Regions from separate parts of the Mus musculus genome. Here all the other regions are linked to region 4. Evidence: chromatin contacts called from public Hi-C, HiChIP or PLAC-seq and promoter capture Hi-C data. All regions are on one chromosome and are shown on one strand. Each heading gives the region's core, a stretch centred on a gene start, on an enhancer-like site or on the middle of the called end of the contact. The rest is flanking DNA. Distances are from core to core; before and after follow the strand shown. Region 1 holds the start of Sccpdh (saccharopine dehydrogenase (putative)). Region 2 holds the start of Nvl (nuclear VCP-like). Region 3 holds the start of G370120E05Rik (a long non-coding RNA gene). Region 4 holds the start of Psen2 (presenilin 2). Region 5 holds the start of Tmem63a (transmembrane protein 63a).

Evidence for each region. Promoter capture Hi-C pulls out the DNA fragments that hold promoters and counts their contacts. A called contact is a pair of places that touch in the nucleus more often than the background predicts. HiChIP or PLAC-seq counts read pairs in DNA pulled down with a chosen protein or histone mark.
Region 1: a promoter capture Hi-C map of cranial neural crest shows a contact between it and region 4. The contact joins the promoter of Sccpdh here to the promoter of Psen2 in region 4. A contact is called at or near these places in 13 of 39 promoter capture datasets (the 3T3-L1 cell line, 3T3-L1-derived adipocytes, the HPC-7 cell line and 7 more) and 1 of 484 Hi-C or Micro-C datasets (embryonic fibroblasts).
Region 2: a contact with region 4 is called in an H3K4me3 HiChIP or PLAC-seq map of bone marrow-derived macrophages, with 2.7 times the contacts expected there. The contact joins the promoter of Nvl here to the promoter of Psen2 in region 4. A contact is called at or near these places in 2 of 39 promoter capture datasets (liver and pre-B cells) and 1 of 115 datasets of contacts at active chromatin or transcription factors (bone marrow-derived macrophages).
Region 3: a contact with region 4 is called in a Hi-C map of the G1E-ER4 cell line, with 4 times the contacts expected there. The contact joins the promoter of G370120E05Rik here to the promoter of Psen2 in region 4. A contact is called at or near these places in 5 of 39 promoter capture datasets (the HPC-7 cell line, cranial neural crest, embryonic stem cells and 2 more), 1 of 484 Hi-C or Micro-C datasets (the G1E-ER4 cell line) and 2 of 115 datasets of contacts at active chromatin or transcription factors (the HPC-7 cell line and memory CD8 T cells).
Region 5: a contact with region 4 is called in a FOXA1 HiChIP or PLAC-seq map of pancreatic cancer cells. The contact joins the promoter of Tmem63a here to the promoter of Psen2 in region 4. A contact is called at or near these places in 8 of 39 promoter capture datasets (the C10 cell line, cranial neural crest, liver and 4 more) and 2 of 115 datasets of contacts at active chromatin or transcription factors (pancreatic cancer cells and pro-B cells).

Annotation. Positions count from the first base shown.
Region 1 is chr1:179,666,608-179,669,978 of GRCm38.p6, reverse strand. Sccpdh (saccharopine dehydrogenase (putative)) reads right to left here and starts at 1,748. Exons shown (of 12, transcript NM_178653.3): 1 at 1,434-1,748. The coding sequence starts at 1,623.
Region 2 is chr1:181,142,464-181,145,854 of GRCm38.p6, reverse strand. It overlaps Nvl (nuclear VCP-like), which reads left to right and starts at 1,651. Exons shown (of 23, transcript NM_026171.2): 1 at 1,651-1,804. The coding sequence starts at 1,748.
Region 3 is chr1:180,827,606-180,830,985 of GRCm38.p6, reverse strand. It overlaps G370120E05Rik (a long non-coding RNA gene), which reads right to left and starts at 1,463. Exons shown (of 3, transcript XR_003948795.1): 1 at 1,362-1,463; 2 at 581-1,033.
Region 4 is chr1:180,254,833-180,258,004 of GRCm38.p6, reverse strand. It overlaps Psen2 (presenilin 2), which reads left to right and starts at 1,705. Exons shown (of 11, transcript NM_001128605.1): 1 at 1,705-1,782. Gm31728 (predicted gene, 31728) reads right to left here and starts at 1,600. Exons shown (of 3, transcript NR_168339.1): 1 at 1,441-1,600; 2 at 332-455.
Region 5 is chr1:180,941,072-180,944,443 of GRCm38.p6, reverse strand. It overlaps Tmem63a (transmembrane protein 63a), which reads right to left and starts at 1,926. Exons shown (of 23, transcript NM_144794.2): 1 at 1,885-1,926.

The DNA.
Region 1 (3,371 bases), core at 499-2,998, 590 kb after region 4:
GCACTCTCTGCAAAGCTGCCTAATTTGGGCAATGTAGATGGTAAGGAATTAGGTTATAATTATACAGCAGTGGTTCTCTGCCTTCCTAGTGCTGTGACCCTTTAATCCAGTTCCTCATGTTGTAGTGACCCCAACCATAAAAATTATTTTCGTTACTAATGTATAGCTGTAATTTTGTTACTGTTGTCAATCATAATCTAAGCATCTGTGTTTTCCGATGATCTTAGACAACCCCTATGAAACAGTCATTCGACCTTCAAGGGGTCTGCAATCCACAGGTCTCTGAGAACCACTGCTATACTCTCACTGAGGGAAAATAAAAGGAACAATGTATTTTAATAATGGCCTGTTTTCCAGAAAACAATAAATGTCCAAAACTTCTCTGTCAAGGTTCTGTGTGTTAGCAATGGCAGCACAAAACAAAAGGCTGTGTTCCCTTGCCCTGACAAGGCTCAGTGTGGAACCATAAAACTGAATAGAAAGAATGAAGAACAAGTATGACTTGTCCTGGGTGGAGATTTAGTTGCCAAACTCCAAGGCTATGGGGTTCTAAGTCGGGTGCTTCCCCAAAGCAAAAAGGTTGGGTGTGTGTGTGTGTGTGTGTGTGTACACGCAAGAGCACCCACGTGTCCCTCCTCACTCCCATGTGTGCATCACAACACTTAGGACAAGGCCTAGCATGGAAAATACTACTCAATCAACATGTTGACTAGAAGCTGAAAGAATAAGTAAACATCCAAAACTTAAAAAGAAAAAAAAAATTCCCACATTTTTATTAAGAATAAGACGACTGGAGTGGAGGGTGGGGGTGCGAAGAGGCAAGGGCATCAGTATGTCCAGGTCAGCCCACACTGCCTCAAGCAATTAAAGTGAGAACTGCAGGCGGATTTCGACAAGCAAAAACACAAACTGAAAACCAGAAAAACACACACACACAAAAAAGCAAGCAGCTAGCGGGGTAACTCAGAAGCACGGTGTATATGCTTACCACGTTCAGAAGTGCTGAGCTAAATCCGTATCACCAAGCCACAAAAATAGGTGCACTATAATATTGCTAGTACAACTCAGCTTTCTTAATTGTCCCCAAGAGACAAACTACAATGGACCTCCAAGAAATCCGTGTCTTATTTCCCTTTCCCACAAGTACAAGAACCCTTCAAACCCATCAGAACAACAGAGATGGACAGAGGAGCCACTGAAGTTCTGAACTCTCTCTCGACAGTGGAGATCCCCAAATTGGGAGGGAGAGAAAAGCCTTTTCTTCTTTTTTTCCTTTAATTTAGGAGCGGAACAAGGCCCGGCCCGGCTCGGCCAGGCGAGGCGTCCGGTCCTCCCGCAGGGCTCGATGCAGGCGCACGCTAGGGAGACGCCCCTCGGCGACCTGCGCCCAGCCCGGCCCGGCCCTGCCCACCCCGGCGACCCCGCCGTGTTACCCAGTTTCTGGGCAGCCTTCTCCAGCACTTGCTGCAGCTTCTCCTTGGAGCGACCCGCCACGGCCCAGGGCAGGCGGGAGCTCTGCTCCGAGGCTATCTGCTCCCGGGCCACCTCCTCCGTCACGAACTGGCCGGTGAAGCCAGAGGCGCCGAACACCACCAGGTGGAAAGGCCTCTGCTCCGTCGCCATGACGAGTCCACAGCGAGCTGCAGCCCGGGGCGGGCTGAGTCCACCGCGCCTGCGCCTCAGGCCGGGACCCCAGTACCGGGCGCAGCAACCGCCGCTGTCCTGGCCGCCGTCGGCGCGGCTACAGCGCCCGGCTCCCTTCGGCCCACGCGCGGGCCACGCCCACAGCCACGCCCACGCCTCCTCGCGACCAAGCTGCTGCGCCGCATCCCGGGCCACCGGCCGGTGCCGCGCCGCCACATCCGGCTCGGGCTGCACGTCCGCTTCGGTGGCTGACAGGAGCGGCCGACGGCCCATTGCTGCCCGCCGCCCGGCTACCCGCATCAATCTGGCCACCCGAATCATCGCGTCCTCTTGGTTCCCCTGAAGCAGAACCAGGGCGGGCCGGTTCTTCCCGCTTCTCTGGGGGGATTGCGAAAAGAGACGGCCGGGGGGTCGCCCACGCCGAGAACTGGAGCTTGGAAGTCGGTGGCGGAGGAGAAGCTTATTAGCAATAAGGAACGCTGGTGACCCGAGCTGAGAGCATTGGACTGACTGTCTGTCATCCAGCCTTTCTGATGGTGTCAGAGACCATTGCTTTGGGCTAGGCTTCCTTTAAAAAAATTTTTTAAATTATTTTTAAGTTTGTTTATGCGTCTGTATGTCTTGTCTGTGCACACGCCCGTGCCACAGGAGCCAGGGGACAACTAGTCTAGGGATCAAATGTCAGGATCAGCAGTAAGCACTTGTGCCTACTGAGCTATTCTCGGAGCTGCTACAGACCAAACCTAATCGTGTTCGTTGAGACTTATTGTAGAAAGCAGAATGTCCATGGGGGTGGGTACAGCAGCTAGGCCAGGGTATTTAGATGACCACTATCCCATGAAGCCTCTCATTTGCCTTAGTGATTTTTTTTTTTTTTTTCTGTAAATATCACTTGACTTGAATTCCGTTCTGGATTTCTTAGACCCAGCTCTGGTTTTCAGGGCTGCCCAAATTGCTGATTATTGTTGAGCGTTGTTTGTTTGTTTGTTTTCCTTTGTCTTAAGCTTGCTTAAAGTTTTGTTGTTGCTTTTGTTTCCAGACAGCTTCTCTGTGGCCTCAGAATCTGGGTCCTCCAGTGTCAGTCTCCTGAGTCTTTGAATTACAAGCCTTCCACCCCACTTCCCACCCCACTCCTTTTCTTTTGTTTTTTTGAGACAGTGTTTCTCTTTGTTAACTCTGGTGGCTGTCCTGGGACTCTCTTGGTAGACTAGGCCAGCCTCCAGCTCAGATCCACCAGCCTCTGCCTCCTGAGCACTGGACCAGCTTCCCCTGCTGTTTTTTGTTGTTGTTGTTTTGTTTTGTTTTGTTTTTAATGCTCTAGTTGGTTTTCTCTCACGATCAAGAAATTCTTGGGGAATGAAGAGATGGCTCCACAGTTAAGCACACTAGATGCTCTTCCAGAGAACTCAGGTTCGATTCCTAGCACCCACAAGGCAACTTACAGCCTTCTGTAACTCCAGTTCCAGGGGATCTGGTACTCTCTTCTGGCTTCCTCTGGTACCGGGTACTTACATGATGCACAGAAGTACACACAGGCAAAACACACACACACAAAACCAAACAAAAAGAAAATATCTGATAAATTAACTTGCAAAGAAGAAGAAGTTTGCTTAGGTTTGCAGTTTGTGTATTTTCAGTCTTTAGTCAGATGTGCCTGTTGCTTTGGGTCTCTGGGCCTCTGGTAGTCTTTCTGGATGCCGGTGACTGGACTTCAAGGCAGAGAAAAT
Region 2 (3,391 bases), core at 402-2,901, 890 kb before region 4:
CATACATACATATATATATGTATGCACACACACACACACATATATACAAATGAATGATTGTCAGTACACAAGAGATACCTACAATATGCATATTTTATCACAACACTACTCCCACAACGGACAAGTTACAGAACCAAACCAGACACCCACCAAGATATGAATTGTTTAAAATATATACACATACAATGGAATATTAGAATCAAAGTCAAAGCTAGGAATATAGCTCACTAGATATAGCCCAGTTGGAGTGATTGCCTATCATATATGAGGTTTTTGGGTTTGATATCCAGAACTGAAAACTAAGAACTGCCAGGAATGGTTACTGTGGTTGTTTGACTAGATGCCCCTCACAGTCCTGGGCACTTGAACACTTGTTTCCAGTTGATGGCTATTTGCGGAGGAGCAAGTGTGGCCTTGCTGGAGAAATTATGTCACTGAGGACAGGCTTTGAGGTTTCAAAAGACTCCTATCAGCTTAAGTTAGCTCAAGACTTTCTGTTTGTGCTTAGAGAAATATGCTCCCAGCTGCTGCCCTAGCTGCTCGCTACCTCCGAACCGCCATAACGATGGCTATCCCTCTGGAACCGTGAGCGCCAAATAATCTTTTATAGTTGCCTTGGCCATGTGTTTTATCACCGAATAGTAACTGACAGCCCTTTCTGTATCCTCAGCACTTCTCCCAAATAAATCTCCTAGAACTCTGTAGACGATATGCTGGCCTTGAACTCAGAGATCCATCTGCCTCTGCCTTCTGTGCGCTGGGACTTAAGGTGTGCGCTACTGCACCCCCACAAATCAAACTTCCTGAACAACCACTTAAACCTTGTAAATTACTCTGAATAATTTTCCTTAAAAACAAACACCAATAACAACGGAGAGGCGCCTACACATAACAGTTGCAAAATACTCCTATGCAAAATTCTCCCTTGAAAAGGCCAAGAAACCCATACTCACCCTTGGGCTTTATCTTGTTTTGTTTTGTTTTGTTTTTTCCCCCTGAGCACCTATTAGCCACTGTGCTCAAGAGTGCTAAAATTATCTTTTAATAAATCCCAATTCTGCTTCATATTGGTTTGTCATGAAGTTGTTTTCTACAAAACCATGAATCTTGCTTTTTCCTGAAAAGACGTTTTTAAGGGGAAAACGTCTTAGGCTGCAGACTGAGTTCCACACTATCCTTGGGTACAGCGTGCGACACAGAACAAACAGAAACCGCGAACACGCTGCGGTCCTGGTTCCCAGACTGGAACGTGACAAACCCAAACTTTTTTTGTTTTGAGACAGCATCTTACTACTTGGCTGTGCTGCCTTTGAACTCTTCAGCAATCTTCCTTGCCTTCGCTTCTCGAATATTTTTAAGGTTTTTTTCCCCTGCTATGCCAGGCTTGGCATCAAGTTTACTACTTGCTTGTGAGAGTCTGCGCAGCCGCGAAGAATGGAGTCCGTGTCTGTTTGCTCAGTTGGGAACCAATAAAGTTGAACGCCTTCAAAGGGGGCCTAGCCTCTTAGGCAGGGCTGGGTAATCTTGACAAGGAACCAGACTGGAAACTCGCGCGCTTCCAGGTCCTCCCGACCTCCGTGAGCAGCGTAGTCCTCCCTACAGGCGGAGCTTTCGTGCTGAGGAAAAGTTGCGGGGGGGACTTCCGGTGCTAGGGACCACGCGTGGGCGGGGTTTCCGGTACGGCGGCGAGCGCGGCTGTGGCAGTCTTTCCCGGTAACAAGAGGCGCCCGTGCGGGGCAGCAGCATCATGAAGCCTAGACCCGGGGTTTTCGTAGACAGGAAACTGAAGCAGCGGGTCATTCAGGTGCGTGTGTGTCTGCGGACACTGCATCTCCATTTGCGCGCGGCTGCCTGGCTTGGCGCCTCTGGCCGCCGCCGCCGGGTTCCAGCATGGTCTGGATGTTCCCTTGCGGCTGCCGTAGAGAAACAGGCCTGGGAGCCTGGAGGCTTTGACATTATTTTTCTTATTTTCGTATCTTGGAAGCACTGTGTGGTGGACGCCTTCAGTGGCGTAGTCAGAGATACGAATTAAAGGGAGGGAGAGGTTTGGATTTTGTTTGGCGGTCGTACTGTGTAGCCCTGCCTACCCTAGACCTCGTTTGTGGACCAGGCTAGCTTTGAACTAGAGCCCCATCTTCCTCTGCTCCAAGGCTGGGTTAAAGGCTGCACCAACCACGCCCCGCAAGGCATTTTTGTATTTGTTTCCCATTTTTCACTGGTGGAATTTCGGGGTTTTTAAAAATTGGAGTTTCAAGAACTTAGATTGTTTTTCCTTGATCTGCCGTCCTTGCTTATTTTGGGGTTCGAAAGTTCTCTTAAGTTTTCAATTCTCTGGGCTTCTTGTATCCCTTCTTTCTTCATACTCCTTTCTTTCAAAAGATTTATTTATTTATTAGATGTAAGTACACTGTAGCTGTCTTCGGTTGTGAGCCACCATGTGGTTGCTGGGATTTGAACTCAGGACCTTGAAAGAGCAGTCACTGCTCTTAACGGCTAAGCCATCTATCTCTCCAGCTCCTTCTTACTCCTTTCTCACCTCCATACTTTTTACTAGATCTCATTCAGCCTAACACCTTTAAGTATGAGCTACCCTGTGACCCAAATTTGTATGTTTTACTGTTGGTTTCATTTTGTTTTTCTTTTCCGAGTCAGGGTTTCTCTGTGTAGCCCAGGCTGTTCTGGGACTCCTTCTGTAGACCAGGCTGGCCTCTTCCTTCCTCTCTGCCTTCCTAGTTCTGGGATTAAAGGTGTGGGCCACCTTAAAGTCAACAGGCCTTAGAGTTAAGTTATTCTTTACCTAAAAAATGTACTCACCTACTTTTTGTTACTGTTTTGAGACAGAGTCTCTTGAATTTTTCTATAGCCAGTTTCCTAGCTACCTCTGCTCAGTGCCCCAGGTTTTGCCTTTAAAAGAAAAATAGAGTATTTTTATTTTACTAGCATTTTATTTTATATGCTTTGATGTTGTGTCTGCACATACGTCTGTGTGAGGGTGTAGATCCCCTGGAACTGGAGTTATGGACAGTTGTGAGCTGCCATGTGGGCGCTGGAATTGACACCACCTTTCATCCAGTTGTTAAAGCGTAAACGCTCGATTGTGTTGGGGTCCAGGAGTCACCCTACAAACTATACAAACACCGATCTCAGACAGAGATGGTTTATTGAAGGTATAGCCTGCGTGGCTCTGACAGCCCTGAAACTCTTTGTAGACCAAACTTGCCTCAAACTCAGAGAGATCCGACTGCCTCTGCCTCCTGAGTGCTTGGATGTAAGGGGTGCGCTACCCAAGCCTGGCTGATGTGGTACTTAAAAAAAAATTATGTTCATGATATGCTTTTTTATTTTGTGGTACACTTTATTGCTTAAGAATTTATATTGAATTATGTGTTGG
Region 3 (3,380 bases), core at 214-2,713, 570 kb before region 4:
CACACACACACACACACACCCCGCACCCAGGTCATTAGCTTCGTGTTGTTTGAAACAAGACACCTCATTTCATCTGCGGCACACCTCTTTCGGGAATCCAGGAAACACACTGCATGTGAGGCTCTGTAAGTACGTTCCCTAGATAATGCTCATTCTCTTTGGTCCCTTTGGTAGTGTTTATCCAGCCTGAAGTTGAAAATGGAATAAGAGGCGGGTTCACAGAGCCCAGCCATTGTGCAAGAAGCCATATATCTGCGACGCTGCTGACAGGCTCTGTAGGTGACTGGACAGAATCACTCCCTCGGATTTGGAGAGGGAGAAGAGCCAACGTGGAAAACAGGCTCTCTCTACATCTAACAGCAGTACCTTGGGGCTTGGACAGGAATTCAGGATGCAATCAACCACGTTAGAAGCATTGTGTCTCCACATTCACCCAGAGACCATGGCATCCATCCACAGTCCTCTGAAGGGGAAACCTTACTCCTTTTAACGCATGGAAAAACAGCGCACGCACGGGTCTAAGATTGGAGCCCTTCGAGGTGATAGTAACTAAAGCAGGCCACACCCCAAAACTGCTTACCAAAGCCAGCTCTCCTGGGCAGGGCTCATCAGCCCCGGAGGACTGCGGGGGCTGAGGACTGTGTTGACTAGCGTGGCTGCCCATCTTAGTCATTCCCAGGCAGGCACATGCTAGAGCCGGAACCCGTACCATATCCAATTCAGATGCAACCAGGCCCTCACACACCACTGCGCTTTTCCCCTACAGCTCTGGGCAGTTGGAAAGGGCTTTCCATGCTCCCTTAGGACCAGTCGTGTATCTGGATGCAACTCCTGTGAGATTTCTCCAGCCATGTTCTCTAACAACCGAGAGCGCAAGGACATAGGGAAGGCTTCATCATCTCCACGCCATTGTACCTTCAGTGACCTTCAGTGACGACAGCTATGAGGCATTCTAGCCTCTTCACCCAAAGCTTCTCCTTGCCTTGTGACAATTCTGGGCGTGGCTCTACGAGACCAGAAGTGTGGGCTGGACCTGCAGGCAGGAAACGTGTAGGAAGTAGACTATAAGTAGAACTAACACAGCCATTGGTCTCCAGGACCAGTTCCGTGCTGGAGGCTGAGGTCCCTGCACACCTGCCCTTTACCTCAAGCGCTGGGTGGGCTGTTCCCGGTGCATTATGGGCTTTTAATAGTACCTAGTCCCCATCTCTGGCCGATCTTTTCTGGTACTTGAAGGGACAATGGAAAAGACAAGCTGTTTTCTCTACAGTGAGATAAAATGAAATCCCCTTTGTATCCCACCCCTTAGGAATAAGATATTTTTGCTTGGATGAAATCAACATATCTTACAAACTACTGACCAGTGTCTTGGGGAACTGTTGGAGTAGAAACACCACCTTCAGAGTAGGAAGACGGCTCTTACTCACTCCACTGGGAGCCTGGGCCTGACAAGCATTGTGGCATCTGCCAACTCAAGAATGAGAAAGCATAGCGGGGCGTGGTGGCACATGCCTTTAATCCCAGCACTCGGGAGGCAGAGGCAGGCGGATTTCTAAATTCGAGGCCAGCCTGGTCTACAAAGTGAGTTCCAGGACAGCCTGAGCTATACAGAGAAACCCTGTCTGGAAAAAAAAACAAAAAACAAAAAATAAACAAACAAACAAAAACAAAACAAAAGAATGAGAAAGGGTTGTGTTCTCATTTTTCGGGTGCTGTAATAAAACAATCTTTCTGACAAAAAGAAACATGGGAGGGAAGGAAAGAGTTCATTTGGCTTCCATTTCTAGGTCACAATCCATCATTAAGGTAAGCCAGGGCAGGAACTCAAGGTAAAAGTCACAGAGGAGTGCAGCTCACTGGCCCATGTGTGGCTGAGCTAGCTTGCTGATATAGCAGGCCCACGTGCCTAAGGATGGCGATGTTCACAATAGGCTGGGCCCTCCTCCACCCATCAATCATGAAGCTCTCTCATAGACAGGGGCCACAAGCCAATTTGATCTGGGCAATCCCTCAACTGAGACAATCTTTTTTTTTTTTTTTTTTTAAGACAGGGCTTTTCTGTTTAGCCCTAGTTGTCCTGGAACTCACTCTGTAGACCAGGCTGGCCTCGAACTCAAAAATCCACCTGCCTCTGCTTCCCAAGTGCCGGGATTAAAGGCGTGCGACACCACTGCCCCGCCAACTGAGACAATCTTAAATGATGCTATGTTGTGCCACCCTGACCGTCGGAGCTAACTAGGCCACTCGGGTTCTGTCCTTGCATGGTGCTTACAGTCAAGCAGAGAGAAATATCAACTACCCACAAGTGAGTGTTCAATGATAATTTGTGGTGCAAAGTCAGTTTATAAAATTTAAAAATGACAGGAACACAACAATTAGGTCTTTTTATTTTGTTTTGGTTTTCTACTGGTGCTAGGCCAGGGGTTGGTACATGCTAGACCCATGCCATCCCAATGAACTACAGGCATAGCCCTACAACCAGGCCAGCCTGGGCATCTTACTGAGACCCCGCCTCAGGAAATTTACAAAACATAATAAGGCCTCAGTGTTGAGCGCTCATCCCCATCACCTCCCCCATAACTCTTTCCACACCACCTAGAATGCCTCCACATTCACCCTCCTTCAAACCAGCTTTTGATTTTGTTTTGTTTTGAGACAGAGCAGGCCTGACTGGCCTGGAATCATGGAGCCCAGGCTGCCCAGGAACTCAGAGAAGTCTACCTGCTTCTGCCTTGGGAGCACTGAGATTAGAGCTGGCTCTTACTATTTTTTTAAGGAGGTGATCGTCGGGAGATGAGGAGTGGGAAGAGGGGAGTAGACAGGGTGCAGGAGCCGCATGAAGCCAGCTGTGTTGCTCCTGCAGTTGGGCCTGATGTCCCTTGGGGTCTCTGAGGGACAGCACAGAACAGGTTTCTGAGTTTTCCCACCCAGGAGGAGGAAGTTAAGAAGCCCCCAATTCCCACCCATCATGAGCCAAAGCCTACTACTAATAGGGCATTGGTTCCCCCAGCACATCTATCATGGGGTAGGGCATTGGTTCCCCAGCACATCTATCATGGGGAGAACCACCAATACTTGCAAAAGGACAGCTACTGGAATGTACTGGAATGCTATGGATCCTACAGGAATGTTTGAGTTCTTTGAAGGGCCCAGAGTCTATGTGGTTTCCAAAGTCCCTACCCATTTGTCGTCAAACCTCCCATTGAGTGTGACTAGGCCTGGTGACTGCCTCTAACCAACAGGATCTCACTCTACAGCCCACCCTGTCCTTGAACCCCCACAGGCATCTTTTCTCCACCTCCCAAGTGCCAGGATTATAAGCATAAGCCGCCAAGCCTGGTTTAACAGTCCATCTAGTTAGCTCTTTGTCACTTATATAA
Region 4 (3,172 bases), core at 456-2,955:
GTTGCCTGCCTCTGGTGGTTTATTATAGCAGCCTGAATGGACTGAGACAGTGGCCTGTCTGTGTTAGTTGTAAGTCCTGTTCAATAGAGAAGCCTCCATTACAGCACAATTGGGCTTTTTCAAGTGTGGTGAGCATGCCCAGGTCCAGAACTTCTGTCCACAACTTCCACATGATAAGAGTCATCTGTAGTAGAGAAGGATGGTGCCCCTACAGGGGGAGGGACAGTGGACATGAGGAGTACTATGGGCTATCATTTCAATGTCAAACAGAACAAAATGAAACCCACACCACCTCAAGCCGAGAAGGGAGGCAGAGGAAGGAAACACTTACTGTCTGTTCAGGATCCACGCTGCCCCCTGCCCCCTCATTTCTCTGTAATGTGCCATGTTCCTCTGAAGGCCCTCACACTATCCTTTCACAGATGAGGAAACCGAGGCCCAGCAAGGGTAAGGAACTGCAACAGACAAGCAGAAGAGGGAGATTTCGGACCTCCGTTCATGCGTCTATGCTATCTGCCAGGTAGAACCCACTTTCTCAATTGTGTTAAGGAAAAAATTCAAGATGTTGAGCTAAGTCCACAGACTCAGAAGTAGGTTGGTGTCTAACAGGGTCAGGGAGAGGGACAGGAAACCTTTCAATTATACAACTGCCTTTTATTTTTTAAGCAATGGGCTGTTTTACAATCACACAAGCCAGATTGGCACACATTGAAGTCACTAAATACCTTAAATTAAAATGATTACTTTTTTGCAGTGATGGTGGTGGTGAAGACATGGTCTCTATATAGCCTGGCTGTCCTGGAACTCACTCTGTAAACCAGGCTGGCCTTGAACTCAGAGATGTGCCTGTCTCTGCCTTTCCGGTGCTGGGATTAAAGGTGTACACACTGCCCAGCCGTATTTTTTTCTTTTAAAGACAAGGTCTAATGTGTCCCAGGCTGGCCTCGAACTTGCTATGTAACTAGGAATGACCTTGGACTTCTAGTGACAGGATTACTCAGCCATGCATACACCAGAATTGAGTATTAAACTCAGGGTTTCCTGCATGCTAGGCAGGCACTTAGTTGAACTACATCCCCAGCCCTACAATGACAATTTTATGTTATACGAATTTCACAGTAATTAAAGGAGAAATAAAGCTACATGAGATAATGACAACTGTGGCAAATTGTTGACAATTTCAACTCACTCCACAGACCGATCCTGCGATCACAACCCCTCCCTGCCCTCACCCCGAGGCTGATTCCTAGATCTCGTTGCAATTTTATCCCAGTTCATATTTACCCAGAGCTCCCCATGTATGTCGCGGAAGCACTCTGGAAAAAATCAATCAGGAGAAGGCTCCCGATGTTAGCTTACTTTAGACTCCATTTTAAAGTGCATGAAACCGGAGGAGGGAGGGGCAGCAGAGGCTCCTGAAATCACAAAGCAAATACCCACCCCTTGTCCCAGTGGCGCTGCCAGGCCCCTAAGAAAAGGCACTAGCCAACTTCAGATTTCAATGTCAGTATGATGCTGCGGTCTCCAGGGCAAGACACAGCGAAGGCCTGCACCTTCTGCACCCAGTGTTTTCCTGTAAACCGACGATGAAGGCGCAAGTGCACAGGGGAACCTGGCACCGCCCAAGGGACGGGACAGGGGCGGAGCCAGGAAGTGGGCGTGTCCCCCACCGGGGGCGTGTCTGAGGCGCTGGCGAACCGGGGCAGTGGGCGGGGCCGGCGCTAGCCCAGGAGAGGCGCTCCGCCCGCGGCGTAAACTCTACCCCGCGCCGCGGCGGAGCAGGTGAGCGGAGGGCGGGGGCTGGGTGTGTGCGGCCGGGTACCTGTCACCGATCGCGGGTAGCCGGCAGCATGGAGAGCCCGGATGCAGCGAGGCCCTTCGTGCGCACGCCCCTGACCGCTGCTTCCGTTGCCCTCCCGGGGCATCAGGGTCTGGGCTCCAAGCTGCGGCCCCTGCGGCGATCTCGGCCTCTGCGGCCGGCTCAGGGGCGAGGAGAAAGTGCTGGGGAGGCAGCAGTGCGGCCGGCCCAGAACTGGGGCTTGGAAGGAGCGTAGGGTGCAGCTCTGGGCCTCTGGCCGCGTCCGGGTGCCCTCGCGTCCCTTCCTGCCTCCAGAACCCCAGGCGCGGAGTGAGGTGTTAAAGGGCCAGTGCACGTGGGTCTCACCGCTGTGTTCACCAGGCATTTTGGTCCCTGCTACCCAGGCTCTGACCTGGTCTACCTGGGCTCTGCTACAGATGGGAGTAAGAACTTCTTCCTGTATGAGGAGCGAGGCGCCCAACAGGGCCTGAGGCAGGCGTTCTGTTACCAGCTGTGTTCAGTGTTTTGTAAATCCCTTAAGGCAGTAGGGAGACGCCCAGAATCAAGCCTCTGAACCGAAGGAACTCGGCAAAGCAAGAGCTAGTTGCCACTGAATTATACTGATGAAGAAACTGCGCCTAGGGCTGAGGATGTAGCTGTGTGGTAGAGTGTTGTTAGCCAAGCATGCATGCGGCCGGCCAGGAGAGGAAAAGGAGGGTGAGAAGAACAACTCCCAGAACTAAAAAGTGCGGTTGCCCAAGGTCTCCTGTGTAAGATACAGGGAAACCAGGCTTAGAGCCTGCTGCCTGGGCCTCTGTTTCTGCTATCCAGACATAAGTCCTTTGCCAGTTAAATGAAATGTCCTAGCACCTCTGCTTAGGGATTTTTCTTTAAAGATATGAATGGTTGTGAAATGACTGCATCCATTTACTGATGGAGGATTAGAGAGCCTCAAAATCAGAACAGATGCAGACCAATTTAACTCCGTCCCCAGAATAGTCTCTTGGAGTCAGAGAGACGCAACCATTCAGAATAGGTGCACCTGCTGGCTGTATAGTCCCTCTGTGGACACCTAAGCCTCTCAGGCCTTCAGCCAAGACTTTGGGCAGTAATTAAAGGCTCTGTATAAGTTGCTTCAGGTGTGTAAGCTTCAAGTTTTCCTTTAGGTGTGGGTGGCTCTGTGGAAGCCTGAGAAACAGAAGCAGATCCTGTGTTTTCCGTTGGTGAAGGGGCCAGCATCCCGACTTTAGCCTAGAGGTGACCGTCTGGGTTCATTCCTTGGCTCCCAGGACAGTGGCTAGAATCAGGTGGGCAGGGATAGAGTGAAGAATGGCAGAGGTGCAGGATGGGAAGGAAGCTGACAGAAAGTAGGTG
Region 5 (3,372 bases), core at 677-3,176, 690 kb before region 4:
GTCTGCGCCACCCTGTTCCTTTCTCTTCACCCAGCAGGATGGCTCGTCTCTTGTCCAATGGAACCCAGGTCCTGCCAAGGTCAGGAGGGCCTCTCTCCCTCAGAAGCACAGTGGCTCTGGGCTTGAGGTGGCATACCAAGCCAAGGTTTCCTATGAACATCCAGAGGGCTGCTGCAGCACCCAAAGATCCCCTAAAGCTAGAACTGGGGGAAATGGGCCACCCTAGAGCAAAGAAAGAAGGCTTGGAAAAGAAAAGGAAAAATATCCTCATAAATGCTCACAGAGGGAGTGCTGTCCCAAGGAAGGGGGGTACGGGTAGTGCTGGGTGGGTAGGAAAGGTGACTCACCAATGTTGCTCTTTCAGAGGCCTGGAGGAACAGAGAAGCCTTGACCCCAGGAGGGTAACTGTGGCTGCCTTCCCCTAGTGGCCAAGCCACACTCCTAAGTCATTTTTCTCTTGCCAAACAGGTTTCCCAAGAGAATCTACAAAGTTTGGTAAGAACTAAGGAAGGGAGAGTGTTGTGGTACCCACCCATTTACCCCAACATTCAGGAGGCAGAGGCAGGTGGATCTCTGTGAGTTCTAGGCCATCCGTGGCTACATAGTAAGACCCTGCCTCAAAAGCAAAACAGAAGGCCTAAGGGCCTCCTCAACCAGGTAGCCTATTCTGCCTCATGCAGACATAAGGGCTGCTTCTCTGCCTCAATATCCCCTGTGGGCTAGAATCAGGGAAATCAAATACCGCAGAGCAAACAAGAAAGGCTTGACAAGTGAGAGGGATCAGAAGCCACAGTCCGAGACCCTCTCCTCCAGTCGGAGCAACCTGTGCCCACCCAGCAGCAGCAGAGTCAGAGGCTGCTACAGAAACATTCTCTAGGCTTTCAATGAGCCAGTCCGTTCTTGCCTTCCCAAAGGAACACGCTCTGAGAGGGCAGATGGGAGCACACCCACCAAGGGGCAGCCAAGCCAGAGAGAGAAGGCTCTGGGTGTGTGTAGGGAAGAAATCAAACAAGTCCCTAAGGGATGGAAATGCTGCTCAAAGCCAAGTGCACGCCTAGAATGTGCAAGGCAAAAGGCTGTATTCCAACCGCATCACTACGAGGAGCGAGGGGGCCTTAAAAACAGCAATTAGACACTGTGGTCTCAGGATCCCTGCCTAGGTACACACTTAGCAATAGCCACCATCCCACATCCAGTGAATATTCGTACACGCAAACGCTCAGCACTCCACCATATCATTGGCACCCCAAACTCTCAACAGGGCAGGCTCTGGGACCCAGCCAAAGCTTCAGGAGAGAAAATATGTTCCCAGGCCTTTTGCAAAAGTCCCTACAAGCTGTTGGCTCCTGTTTGGGACAGAAAGACAGCAACTCCACCTCACCCGAGGTGTCAGGTAGCCAGGCTTATCAGGTCTGGGTAAGTTGTTGTCGGATGTGGTTTCTTTGCCGTCTCAGCTCTTCCCTCCCCCTCCCGCCCTTTCCCAAGTCCCCAGTTTTCCTCCACCCGGTGCTACCCGGGCAGGAGGGAGTGGTCACCCGGACAGTACGAAGCCCGCCCAAGCCGGGTCTAGCCTCGTAAGGAATTAAAGAAAAGAGGGCTCCGACGCTGCCCTTCGGGTTAGGCGGGGAGATCCGACTCCACAAACAAACTCCAAAGCCCGCCGAGGAGGTGGAGGGAAGGATCCGCCACGCAGCCAAGAGCTGTCAGGAAGTCCCAGCGGCGCGGGGCTTGATTGGCACTCTCCAGCCACCTACCCCGCTACTGTCACCAGACAGTCCCCGGGGAAAGCGACCCGAGGCGCCCCGCCCCGCGAGGACCCGGGCCGGCGCGTCCTGGGAGGGGCTGGCCGCAACCTCCCCATCTCTGCTCCCCTTCCCACTTTACCTGCGGCGGCGGCGCGGCGCGCGCGCCCGGGGGAGTGGTCAGTCCGTACCTGGCGAGGCGGGGTGGCGTCCGCACCACTTAAAAGTTACAAAGTGAAACTCCGGCTCCTCTTGCACATGCGCAGAACTGTGTCCACGCGTTACCTAATTTGGACTCTTCGCTCGCGCCGGCCCCAGCAGGACCTCGAGCTCTGTGCGCCGGGCAGTGAACCCCAATGTGGTTCTCTAACGCTGGTCCACGCGTGGCCGTCCTCACGGAGGTCTAGGGGCGGGACCAGACCAGCTAACGCCCACAAGGCTGGGAGAGGACGTCTCCGAACTGCCTTTCCTTTGTGCCCTAGCACATCCCCACTGAGAGGGCACTGGGCCGTGCCTAGGATAGTTGCGGCGTTGGAGAGCATCTGCAAATGTTCGTGATTGAATGTCCCCAGGAAATTCTAAGCTGGCCCAGTTGGATTTCAGGGCGGGGGAACACCAGGGCGCAGTGGACCTACCCTGTTCCCAGTCCCGCCGCATAAGAGAGCCGGGACCTTGAAAGTTACAAAGCTCTGTCCTGCCCCAAATAAAGAACAACATTTCCAGCGTTCCCTAGGACCACGCGTTACTGCTCTGCCCCGGGTCACCAGCGTTGCCAACTGGGACCAAACACGCTGAGCGTCTGGTGTGTTCTGGCTGCGACTTGGAGGTTTCCAGATAACAGCGGCCTCTGGACCTGCTCTGCGCCCTCTCCCAGGACAGGACCGACGCTGGATCTTTAGGGAAATGGAGTAAGGATCCTGGAGGGGCCACTGCCTCAAACCACCCACTTGCAGGTCTCGGTTTACACAAGGAAAGGAGTGGGACCAAAGCTTGCTGCTGAGTTCTTGCCACACTGACACCGCCATGCCCGGCAAATCCTCATTCCCTAAGGCACAGTTTTGCTGCTTCTCTGACCTCACTTCCATGTTTTAGCTTTCATCTTCTACTGTAAAGATAAAAATACTCTCGCAGCCTCCCTGGTCCTGATTCTAGCCCAGCCTGCAACTATCTGAAACAGGGTGTCTCTTTCCTCTTTGGTTCTCTGTCCCTTCCCACTCCCATCCTCCAACCCCTTAAGACCTAGCTAACAGTTAATTTCCCAGAGCCATCCTCTGTCCTTGTCTTTTCTTTGTTAGGGACCCCACAACTGGCTTCTCTAGGTCCCTGGTTGTAGGCCCCCAGTCATTTATGCACTTGGCTCCTCAGATTGGCTCTGCCTGATCTTCTCCAGGCTCCCATCCCACACATCCTCATTTCTGCCTTTGTTGATCACGCTGACACCTGCCTGGCCTGTGGCCTGGGATCTAGCCCCAGTCATTAGGATAATGGCCCAGCTACCAAAGAAAAGGTTAGGGCCCTTGGTAAGGGAAGGAAAGGCTTCCCATGTCTGGTCTTCTGCAGGTTACAGTTGTCTCAAGGTCCAGAGAAGGCTGGGATGGATCAGAGTGTTTGAGTTGACAAGACCTGGGCT